2 separate regions of the Sus scrofa genome follow, and region 2 is linked to region 1. The links are chromatin contacts, called in public promoter capture Hi-C maps. All regions are on one chromosome and are shown on one strand. The core of a region is the stretch at or near the end of the contact, and the rest is flanking DNA. Distances in the headings are between cores, read along the strand shown.

Region 1 (5,782 bases), core at 2,746-5,245:
AATGAGACTATAGTGCAGTTTCTACTTCTTTCGTCCACAATTCTTTGGCTATGAGGCTGTTTCTTCTGCTGTCCTCCTTTAAAAAGCACAAAGATTTAAATTTGAGCCTATAAAGAGAAAACCTTAATTCAGATCATAAACAGCACATTATTTTTCTTTGTTTTATAGAAGGTAAACATCAGGAATCCTGACATTGTTTTCTGTGTATATGGTATTGCATTAAATATGTGCATGTAGCTATACACTATTATATATAATAAAAGAATCCTAAGTGATGGTCGTCCCTCCTAATATGCAATCAGCTCAGCAGCCATAAAAAGAAGGTCCATCCCTATGTACACATAGAAGGACGCCCATGATTTACTGGGTGAAAAAAAAAGAAGCCATCATTTGTTTTTGCTCTGAGTGTAATGTGTGTATATGTGTGTGGGAGGAGAGAGTATGTTTATGATGGGAGTGAATGTGTGAAGGTAAGACTGTGAGAGGAGAGGAAAGTGTACCCAGAGCCATTCCTGTGGAAATGAGGGGGGAAGGGGGGGAGTGGCGAGGATATGCGAAGATCTGCATTATCTGTTGTGCAGGTCAAAGCTGTAGAGATGCGTGTGTTGAGAGGAGAAAGGGAGGTACAGATATGGGAAGTGAGGACACACACGTGTGCAAGAAAAATCTCTTGGCACATATACCAATATTAGCCTGTATAAATAAATGTTTTACTTTACGATTGTTGCAAAGGCTGACTATAAATTTAAAGCCTTGTCACTAGGGGAAAACCCCCACTGAACACTTATGTTCATTTAATCACTTCTGGATTTACTAGAATTTCAAAAGATGAACATCTTCAGTCACTGAATCTCTTTACAACCAAATAAACATGCTATTGAGCCATATGTCCCTTTTTAAACTCTTGATATAAAATGGCTGCTGAAAAACTGAAACAATTTTATGCAGATATAATGAGTTATTATTCCTGTGAAACATTTTTAGCTGAAAAAGAATTTGAAAGGGGAGGAAAAAGCATTGCTAGATAACTTCCTGAACCCTATTTCAGGATGTTATAACATTTTATAATAAGTTAATATTCACTATTTTGCCTTCTAACATTTGTAGAAAATATGCAGAAATTGAATATATTAAAAAGTACTGCAATTTAAACTTAGTATGATATAAAGCTTAAAGTAAAATAATTAAGGTTTGGGGGATTTTTTTAGTGATGGGGGAAATCTTCCTGAAAAAATGAAGATACAGAGCTTAATTACACTGAAAATTTTTATATGTTGCAGAAAAATAAGAGAATTTAAAAAATATTTTTATTAATATACATGTATTTGATAACTTCGAATTTAAAACATTTAGAATCAGCATGAACATGGTAAACTACTCTTCAATGACAAAGATTTGAAATGGGGGAATAGATGCTGTAACTGGTTCCTATTAACCTCCCCATGCATTTTATATCTGCATCTTACACAGTGAAAACTTGATTTACACAGCCCTGTAAGCGCAGTATCGTTCTAACACCCCATTTTGTAGTCTCAGAACACTTTTCAATTAAACTGATCTAGATCTTTAAAGATGTACAGTAAGAAATCTGCACTGTAAAGCTGAATAATACCTTATTCACATTTCTTTCCATTAATATAAACCAGGAACAATTTACGGTAGACACAAAAACTATTCACCACAGTTAAGAGTAAACAGTTGACATTTTTTACTGAACAGTTCTTTTGGTATCCAGGCCCTGCACTCATTATACATCTGAACATGCAATTTCATATTTAATTACCTTGATGGGAAGAGTCACGAGACCACATTTTTCACAACCGATGATGGTGCCATGATGATAGCTTGCAATGAGGACTCACGTCCAAGCCTTTCCCTGGCATTGTAGCTAGCATGACCCACGAGCGCTGCAGCAGATCTGGTGCTCCCCTGCACGATTGTGCTAATGACACATGAATACCCAGGCCGGACTCCCGCCCAAAAACAAAAAACACCGCTTAGTCTTTACTAGCAGGAGACACACCTGTAAGACATCACAGAGACAATGAAAGCAGCCGTGATCTAGGTCTGAACTAACGCCCCCTTTCCTGGGACTCAGAAGTGCCCCTCCAGGCCTAACTGCAGGAGGGCGGCCTCAGCCTCCTCCTCCTCTTCCTTGGCCTCCTCCTCGCGGATCTGCACCAGCAACTGGAAGAGGTTGGGGGCCGGCCCTTCAGCAGCCCCGGTCAGCCACAACTGCCTTCGGATGGCTCCGCTGTGATTGGCCCCGGCAATGACCTGCTCCAGGCGGGCCTGGTTCACGTTATCTTTATCTATGGCCCCCTTCTCAACCACCTTCTGCAGCAGAGGCTCCAGACGAATCACATAAGCAGATAATTTTTCTCCCGGGTTCTGGTATGTGTTCAGAAATCTCACCTGCGCATCCCTAGAGCTCTCGACGCTCCCAAACACCTGCTCCAGCGCCTTCAGGCATTCAGCGGTGGTAATCGCAGGGTTGTTGGTCTTGAGGATGCGGATGACATCAGCGGCAGGGCCTCTAAGGCTCTCCATCAACCGCCGCCTCTTTTCTACATCAGGCACCTGCCACTCCTCTATGACCTCATTAGTGTGCTCCAGCCAGGGATCAAATGCCTCCTCCCCTGGCCCCGGAATGTCCCTTCCCGAGAACAACGTCAGCTTCTTGTACCATATGGACTCAACCAGAGGCTGAATAACATTATCCAAAATATAGTTTAGCATCTCTGCCGGCATTTCGGGGCCTGGGGCCGGAGTGGGGTTCTGAAACCCAAGGACACGGGCAACATCTTGCACGGTCCACCCCTCTCTTGCTAGGAAGAGGTGCAACCTTTCTAAAAATTCAGCATCGGAAGTGGGGGGCTTAAAGACTACTTTCCAGACCCCTCCTTTACCTGGCATCTCCCTGGGGATCGCAGCATAATCGACAGCACCAGTGAGCTCTAACAAGGCTGCTTTGGCATTCTCTTCCCTCCAGAACATTCTCCCAAGCACTCGATAGGGCACCTGGGGCATCGCAGCTTGAAAGGTCTCTTCGATTTCGGTCTCATCACAGTTCACAGGGATCCCCCAGACCAGAAGGGCTCTCTGGGAGTTCACATCCATCCCCCTACACCAATCTTCCAGCAGTGTCATCGCCATTTTCCCAACTATCAAGGGCCCCAATTCTACAAATACAATTAGACTGTGGCTCCCTGTGCTCTAAAACTGAAGACAATAGCAGACGCTCCCACCGCCACCTCCCCCCATATGCCCGAGGGAGTCAATCACGTTTAACAAACGACACCAGTGTCCTGCTCTCCTCTTTTCGCTGCCCCTCAAAGCCAGGCCTCCGCGTTCTCGGAACGAAGCCTCGGGGATGCTCAGTCACATGGCCATCGCCATCTTGTGTCTCCGGTCGGGATCCGCAGGCCGGGTCCTCCACTTACAGGAAGGTGTCGCGTCGGAGCGCAGAGGCGAGGAAAAAAGGCGGGCGGCGAAAGCAGGAGCCGCAGGGCTTGATCGCGGGACGTGGCCGCCTCTTCGCAGCCTGGGCGCCAGGCACTCGCTGCTGCTCCCAGAGGGTGCAAGCTTTCGTTGCCAGAGCGGAGCACGCCTCAGACGAGCTAGGAGCCGCTTCTCCGCAGACAAGAACTAGTACCGCCCCCGGAGGGAAAGACTGTCCTAAGGGAAAGACAGCGGCGGCAGCGAGGCCAACCCGAGAGAGCTTCTTCGTGGGCAAACGTATCCCTCTGGGCGGCGAGGACGCCAAGGACCAAGAACACAGGCAGCAGAGGCGCAGGAAAGACGCGGAAGCCAGGCTAGAGGAGGCGCAGGCGCAGTCGCAGGCAGGCCGCGGCAGCCCCGCACGCAGGCGACCGCGGGCCGAGGTGGGCTGGAGCTGCACAGTTGTACCTCGGTCCCACCCGCAGCCAGCCTAGCCTTTACTGCCGCAGTGGAGGGCGGGGCCGGCCTTCGACCCGCCTCGCCCCGCCCCCCGCGGCCCTGCCCGCGCGACCGTAGCCACGGCAACCACCGACGCGAGACGCCGGAGCTCTAGCGGCCTGCAGGGGCGAATGGTTGCCATGGTGGCAGCTCGGGGCCGCGGGCGTTAATTTCCTTTACCGCGCATTTCCTTTTTCGCATTTTCCAGATTTTTTTTTTTCTTAACAAAGCACTGTGTTTAAAAGATAATATAATTCTGGAGTGGATTTAAGATGATATCCGGCCGTCAAGAAAGACTTGTCTACTCGCGTCGCTCGTTCAGAGGCAATGCTGTATAATACCCTGTACCACCTGACTGCACTCTGCACCCTCTAAATTTTATCCCAGTGAGTTGAGACTTCTTCTTGTCTAAAATGTTGTAAAAAGATCTAGATCTCTATGAATAGTAACCCGGCAAACACTAATGTGTTATTTCCCCTGCCCTGGCATCATGGATAAAACAGGCCTTATGGTTCAAAAATGTCAAGTATCCTTTGGAAGCAAACCAAGGCACACTTACAATCCCAGATGGTGAGATAATAAATCTTTCCCCCAAAGGACACAGAAATCAACTCTGAATTTTTAAAACCTTATTTAATAAAAGGTTTAAAGATACAGAAGAACATTCAAAAGTAAATAAGTTACATAGGTACATTACAATCACATCAGCAAGATTTTCTTTAGTGTGTTAATTTTTTTTTTTATAAAAAGCACACAAAAAATAAAATCTTCCGTCTGGTCTATCACAACTGTACAGCAAAAGAGGTAATATTTATATATATGTACACTATTTTAATATGTAACAGTCTTTTAAAAAAGGGTGCCACAGGCAGCAAACACACAAAAGGCAGTGTCTGATTTTTTCAAAATAAAAGGAATATACTTATTTATATGCTATTAAAATATTTGTACAATAATTACAGACTATCAAGGCTGTTCCTGTGCTCTGTCCCCTCCAACAAGGCCTTTGACTAAGAGACAAATGAGGAAAAGGTGAAACAGCTGCAAATTGTTAGTTAGAGGCAAATATTAATACAGCAAAATATGGGGAGGACATACAATTGTTTTATAAAAATATGCATACTTCCTGTAAACCTAAGGAGTTAGGCTTGCCACTGGTAATAAATACCATCTGAGAAAACTGAGCCCCGGTAAAAACATATTTAAACAGCTGAGGCTTGTGTATGTGTTGTATTCCTCCTTCATCTTAACATCTGGCACATGAGAAGAAAGAGGTTAGGTCATTGAGGCAGTTAAATATAGGGGATCCCTTTAGACATAAGCAGCACACGACCTCTGTGCCAGGGGTGGAAGTGGAGTAGCCAAAGGGATAGGTGTGTACCTTAGCTGTGACAGGGGTTGCTGAAGGCATGGAGGACAGTGTCGAAGCCCTGTCTCCTTGGGTGGCTAAGAGACCTCAGAAATGGTCTAGAACACAGGCACTAGGTTAATCTCATGCCCTTAGCTGAGTGTAGCTGGAGGCTGCGAGATGGGTATGTAAGGTGGTGTACAGAGGACATTATAAAGCTGAAGGTGTTTTCACTTAACTTCTTAAAGCAAACAGCTCTGAACAGAAAAGAAAAAAGAAAAAAACAACACGAGCCTGATATGTTCACAGGGAGAAAGCACCATAAAGGGTAAGCCTATGCCAGCTTCTATGGCTGCACCTACTTTATTGGCAGGTCACTTGCCACAATTGCATCTGCCCTCTAAACAGTTTACCTTTCGCATTACATTCTAAATATGAATCCATCCTGGATCGTAAACCCTTTCAAAACATGGTGTCAGTCGGGGTTAATACAGA
Region 2 (5,590 bases), core at 2,223-4,722, 260 kb after region 1:
AATTGCAGCTGCTGGCCTACGACACAGCAATGCCAGATCTGAGCCGTGTCTGCGACCTACACCACAGCTCACGGCAATGCCAGATCCTTAACCCACTCACTGTTCAAGGCCAGGGATCGAACCTGTGTCCTCATGGATACTAGTTGGGTTAGTTACCACTAAGCCACAATGGGAACTCCCTTTTTTTTTTTTTTTTTTAAGAGAAAAGTTAACAATATTTGGGAAAGGCAGAAAACCCAATTCAGAAAACAACCAACCAACCCAGGAGTAAATGAAGTACATTTTACAACTTAAAGATAGCAGAGGAGTTCTCCTGCAGGTTAATGATCCAGCATTGTCACCACAGCAGTTTGGGTCATTGCTTTGGCTCAGAAATTGCCCTGGCCCTGGAAATTTCATATGCTGTGGGCACCCTCCCCCCCAGCCCCCTGGCCAAAAGAAAAAAAAGGATATCAGAGACATTACCTTACATTCAGATACTTGCCCTGTCTACCAGGACCCTGGACCATAATGATCTGGTCTGTAGGGAGGACTCAGCCAAGATACTCCACATTTCTGTTGACAAGGAACTACACAAACTGGGCAAAAAAAACAAAAAACAGAATTACAAAGCCAAGTCAACAACACATGAAGTGCTTCCCAAGTTTTAAAAGCATTAGCATTCTAAACAATAAAACAAAGCAAATTTTTAAAAAACTATAATTAAAATTAAAAAAGCAAATTTATTTTGCGAAATAAACTTCACAGTAAAACTACCTACAAGAAATTATGGAAGGAAATGCTACCAGACGAACTGCTACATAGCAACTTCCTACTTTACTATCTGCACCATCAGATGTTTCTCACAAAGAGATGACTGAATAATAACATCCAGTTCTTTGACAGAGAATGTGGAGGTTCAGAAGACAGTACATTCTAGAACAAGCTCTACTACAGTGTGAATCTGGGCATTTCTTTTAGCCATATTCAAGTCATAACAGTTTTGACCACAAAAACTTATAGTCAATAAAATATGTTGTATGATAAAATAACTATAAAATGCATGTAACTAAAATAGTATACATATATATATCAAGAAATAACCTTGTTACAGTCTATTTTTATTTTTTTATTTTTTTGCTTTTTAGGGCTTATGGAAGTTTCCAGGCTAAGGGCTGAATCAGAGCCACAGCAAGGCCAGATGGAAGCAGTGTCTGAGACCTACACTACAACTCACAGCAATGCCGGATCCTTAACCCACTGAGTGAGGCCAGGGATCCAATCTGCGTCCTCATGGATACAAGACAGGAACTCCTACAGTCAAATTTTTATGTTTATGTTATCTGATAACAAAAGTCTTGGACTGACTTTCATATTATGCAGTAACCTATTTTTATTTATTTTTGTCTTTTTGCCTTTTCTAGGGCTGCTCCCTCAGCATATGGAGGTTCCTAGGTTAGAGGTCTAATCAGAGCTGCTGCTGCTGGCCTACACCAGAGCCACAGCAATGCCGGATCCGAGTCGCATCTGTGACTTACACCACAGCTTAAGGCAATGCTGGATCCTTAACCCACTGAGCAAGGACAGGGATTGAATCCACCTCATGGTTCCGAGTTGGATTCGTTAACCACTGTGGCATGACGGGAACTCCAGTAACCAATTTTTAGAATGAATTCCAAATATAAGGCCTCTGATAGAAGATGCTCTACCCTCTTTTTTTCTGCAAGCTGTCAGTAACGTGTATTGTTCAACCTTACACATATACAATCAATAGTAACTTCTAGATTCCATATCAGAATAAACCCTTTCAATGTATGCTGATCCCACCTGGACTCACAGAAAAGTGACACGCAAACAGAGGGGGAAAGCACCAGAAATAGAGCAAGCCACTATCATGCCAGCAGATGGTATGACTAAAAAGATTTTCAGTGCTTATTAACCTTAGCAAGTTCCCTATAACCACTGAATTGAGAAACAGAAGCAAGTGGGAGGGGAAAAAGGGGGGTGCATCAGAGAACTCTGGAAAGGGTGTAGGGATTAAGTTCTCCCTCCCTAGAGAAAGGGAGAAGGAAGATGTGCAATGAAAAAATAAATTTGGGAGTTCCATTCCTGGCTCAGCAGTTAAGAACTCAAGTAGGATCCATGAGGATGCGGGCTCGATCCCTGGCCTTGCTCAGTAGATTAGGGATCCAGCCTTGCCTTCGCTGTGGCATAGGCCGGCAGCTGTAGCTCCGATTTAACCCCTTGGGAACGTCCACATGCGGGGCGGGGACCCTAAAAAGCTAAATAAATAAATTTTGCCGCATATAGAACTCTCAGGCATCAGATCCCGGTAGCAGAGGCGACCTAAGCGGCAACTGCGGCAACGCCAGATCCTTAACCCATTGTGCGGGCAGGGGATCGAACTCTCGTCCCGGAGCTCCCAAGATGCCGCTGATCCCGTTGCGCGCTACAGCGGGTGCTCCCACGACAAAATTTTAAATGGAGGATTAGGCACAGCAGAGCTTCAATCACAAATTTCCTAACTGTTGTCTTGGCACCCATAATTCCCTATCCTCCTCAATGACTCGAGGACCAACTCAATGAATGAAGGCATAATCATAGAGCTCCTCCTCTGAAACAGGCGAACAATACTTTTGAGTTTTAGTCTTTTTCAGGCGTGCTGGGGGGAAGAGGGGAACACATCAAACTAAACCAAAAACAAACAAACAAAAAGGCAAGCAAGCGCTTTCAACTTTACACAACTTGCAGGAAAAAAAGGACACTGAGGAGAAACGAGATTATTAGCCAATGGGAATCCCGGGCCGGTTCTGGGCGGGCAGCGTCTGCCAAGACAGGACAGAATGGGACCGAGGGCCTGACCCCAGGACTCTCCTCCAGGCCCCGGAGCCTCTCCCACCCCAGGTGGCAGCACTTCTCTCCTTGCCCGGTTCCCCGACGCCCACGCCCCTGGCCCGCCTCACGCCCAACCACCACCCTCGGAAAAGTCCTCAGCTGCCTCACCAAAAAATGTTTGGCCTGGGAAGCCCGCTGGCTGCACCATCCCTTGCAGAACTAGCAAGAGTTAGAAGCCAGGAGAGAGAGAAGGAACCAAAAGAGTCCCGAAGACGCAGCTTCGGGAGAGGCGGGGCAGGGACGAGAGCGAGGTGGCCGCGGCCACGCTGGCTGCAGCATGAGGGCAAGACGCCAAACGCTGCAAACTCGGCTGAGGCGACGCTCTGAGCACCGCTGCGCGGCGGCCGAACCCGCCGGGAAGCCAGCCTCCAGAGGGGAGGACGCCCCGGCCGTCCTGCCACCGCCCGCTCCGCCCTCCTCGCTGGACCAGCTGGGACCGTGAGCTGGGTTGGGCGACTCCGAGGTTCGCACACTCACCGCGCGCGCGCGCGCGCCGCTCCGGCGCGGCCGCCCACCGCCCTCTGCGTGATCTCCGCCCCGCCCCCTGCGCCCGGCCCGTGGACTGGGCCCCGCGCGGCGGCGTCGGGGCTACGTCACGAGCGCGTGCGCTCTGTTCGCCGGCAACGGCCCGCGCGGAAGTTTACCCCATCAGCGTGCTGGTGTCCTTGGAGACGAAGCCGGGTCTGGGCGGCGGCAGAGAGGCAACGACGACAACAGAGCCCCTGGAGAAGCCAAGATGCCGTCGAAGGGAAAGGACAAAAAGAAGGGCCAGGGCAAAGACAAGAAGAAGAAGTAAGGAGAAGCCACACTGGGGGCCCTGCTCCCTGGACCTACCCTCCGGGGATTTGTAGGTGCAGGCCCACTGGCGCCCTTCCCCACCCCACACCCCACCTTCCTGGACGCTCCTCTCTCTCACTCAGCTGCTGAGAGGGACAGCTCCCCTTGCTCAGAAGTTTCCAAAACGCATGCCAAACTATACTGTTTCAACTAAGACAGGATTTGAGACCCTGAAGTAATGTGGAATAGACCCGCCCATGTGTCATGCACTAATGAGAAGGCAGATAAGTTCCCAAAAAACAGGAGTAACATTGGACCCAGTGAAATTAGTGCTGGAGGAAAAAAGAACTGTGAGGTAGAAGAGTTCTGACACTGAAAGCGAAGGTCAGGATACCATTTCTTGGAACATTGGAGATCCTCTAGACCTGTGCTGTCCAATAGAGTAGTCATTGATCGTGTGTGGCTATGATTATAAGTTAGAATTAAATAATATTAAGAATTCAGATCCTCCTTTGTACTAGCCACATTGCAAGTAGTCAGTAAGCACATGTGGCTATGGTGACCGTATTGGACAGCCCAGATATAGAGCATTTCCGTCATCACAGAAAGTTCTGTTGGATAGCACTACCTGAGACCATGGTTCTCAGCGAGGCAATTTTGACTCCCAGAGGACACTTGTCAATATCTAGAGACATTTTTGGTTGTCACATCTGGGGAAATTTAGTGGATAAGAGACTGGGGACGCTGCTAAATACCCTACAGGGCACAGGACAATTCCTAGCCTCGCAAGAAACAATCATGTGGCTTAGAAGAATTTCATTTGGGGAGTTCCCGTCGTGGCGCAGTGGTTAACGAATCCGAATAGGAACCATGAGGTTGCGGGTTCGGTTCCTGCCCTTGCTCAGTGGATTAACGATCCGGCGTTGCCGTGAGCTGTGGTGTAGGTTGCAGACTCGGCTCAGATCCCGCGTTGCTGTGGCAGTGGCATAGGCCAGTGGCTACAGCTGGGATTGGACCCCTAGCCTGGGAACCTCCATATGCCGTGGGAGCGGCCCAAAGAAATAGCAAAAAGACACTCTCTCTCTCTCTCTCTCTCTCTCTCTCTCTCTCTCTCTCTCTCTCTCCCCTCTCTCTCTCTCTCACACACACACACACACACACACAAAATCAGTTGGGAAACCCTGCTCAATGCTTTAAGCACAGAGAATAGGCAGTAAGCATTATTTGCCATACATCCAGCACCTACCAGAGAGTCTGGATCATGGCAGATGCTTACTATTTCTTAAATAAATTAAGGTGTCTGCTTGTGTATGCTTTAACTTGAATCTTCTTTTTTCATCCACAAGAACTGTGCTCTGATGCTCTGGGCTTGTTATTTTTATTTTTTGCTTTTTAGGGCCACACCCAGGGCATATGTAAGTTCCCAGGCTAGGGGTCAAATTGGAGCTACAGCTGCCTACCTACGCCACAGCAACGCAAGATTCCAGCGGAATCTTGGACCTACACTGCAGCTTATGGCAATGCTGGATCCTTAGCCCACCAAGCAAGGCCAGGGATCAAACCCACATCCTGTGGATCCTAGTCGGGTTCATTACCACTGAGCCATGATGGGAACTCCTGGGTTCATTATTTTTTGCCTATGGCCTGAGCAGTTTCTTTGTGGTTGAGATGATCTTGAACATCAAAAGGATCTCTGGGTGACTGAAGGATCTCCTTGGGCTTTCTCAGGGATTCCTTTTGGTTCAAAGGAAAACCCAAGGATTTGACTAAACTGGGTAATTATTCACGTTTCCCCAAACTGATCAGAATTCTGAAATGGGTAGTATAGCTCTAGCACTAAATCTTTGCAGGTTTGGAGTTGCTGCTAAATTGCCTCTAAACCTATTGGATGACCCTAGTGATTCCTAGATGCCTTGGAGTCATACATGGTGTCCAACAA

The links. Promoter capture Hi-C pulls out the DNA fragments that hold promoters and counts their contacts.
Region 2: a contact with region 1 is called in a promoter capture Hi-C map of liver, with 4 times the contacts expected there. The contact joins the promoter of BBOF1 here to the promoter of PNMA1 in region 1. A contact is called at or near these places in 2 of 5 promoter capture datasets (fetal liver and liver) and 1 of 47 Hi-C or Micro-C datasets (alveolar macrophages).

Annotation. Positions count from the first base shown.
Region 1 is chr7:97,047,862-97,053,643 of Sscrofa11.1, forward strand. PNMA1 (paraneoplastic antigen Ma1) reads right to left here and starts at 3,996. Exons shown (of 1, transcript XM_021099497.1): 1 at 1,289-3,996. The coding sequence starts at 3,156. The coding sequence ends at 2,095.
Region 2 is chr7:97,313,158-97,318,747 of Sscrofa11.1, forward strand. It overlaps BBOF1 (basal body-orientation factor 1), which reads left to right and starts at 3,473. Exons shown (of 13, transcript XM_001929154.4): 1 at 3,473-3,666. The coding sequence starts at 3,611. It overlaps ENTPD5 (ectonucleoside triphosphate diphosphohydrolase 5), which reads right to left and starts at 3,421. Exons shown (of 18, transcript XM_021099509.1): 1 at 3,352-3,421; 2 at 466-578.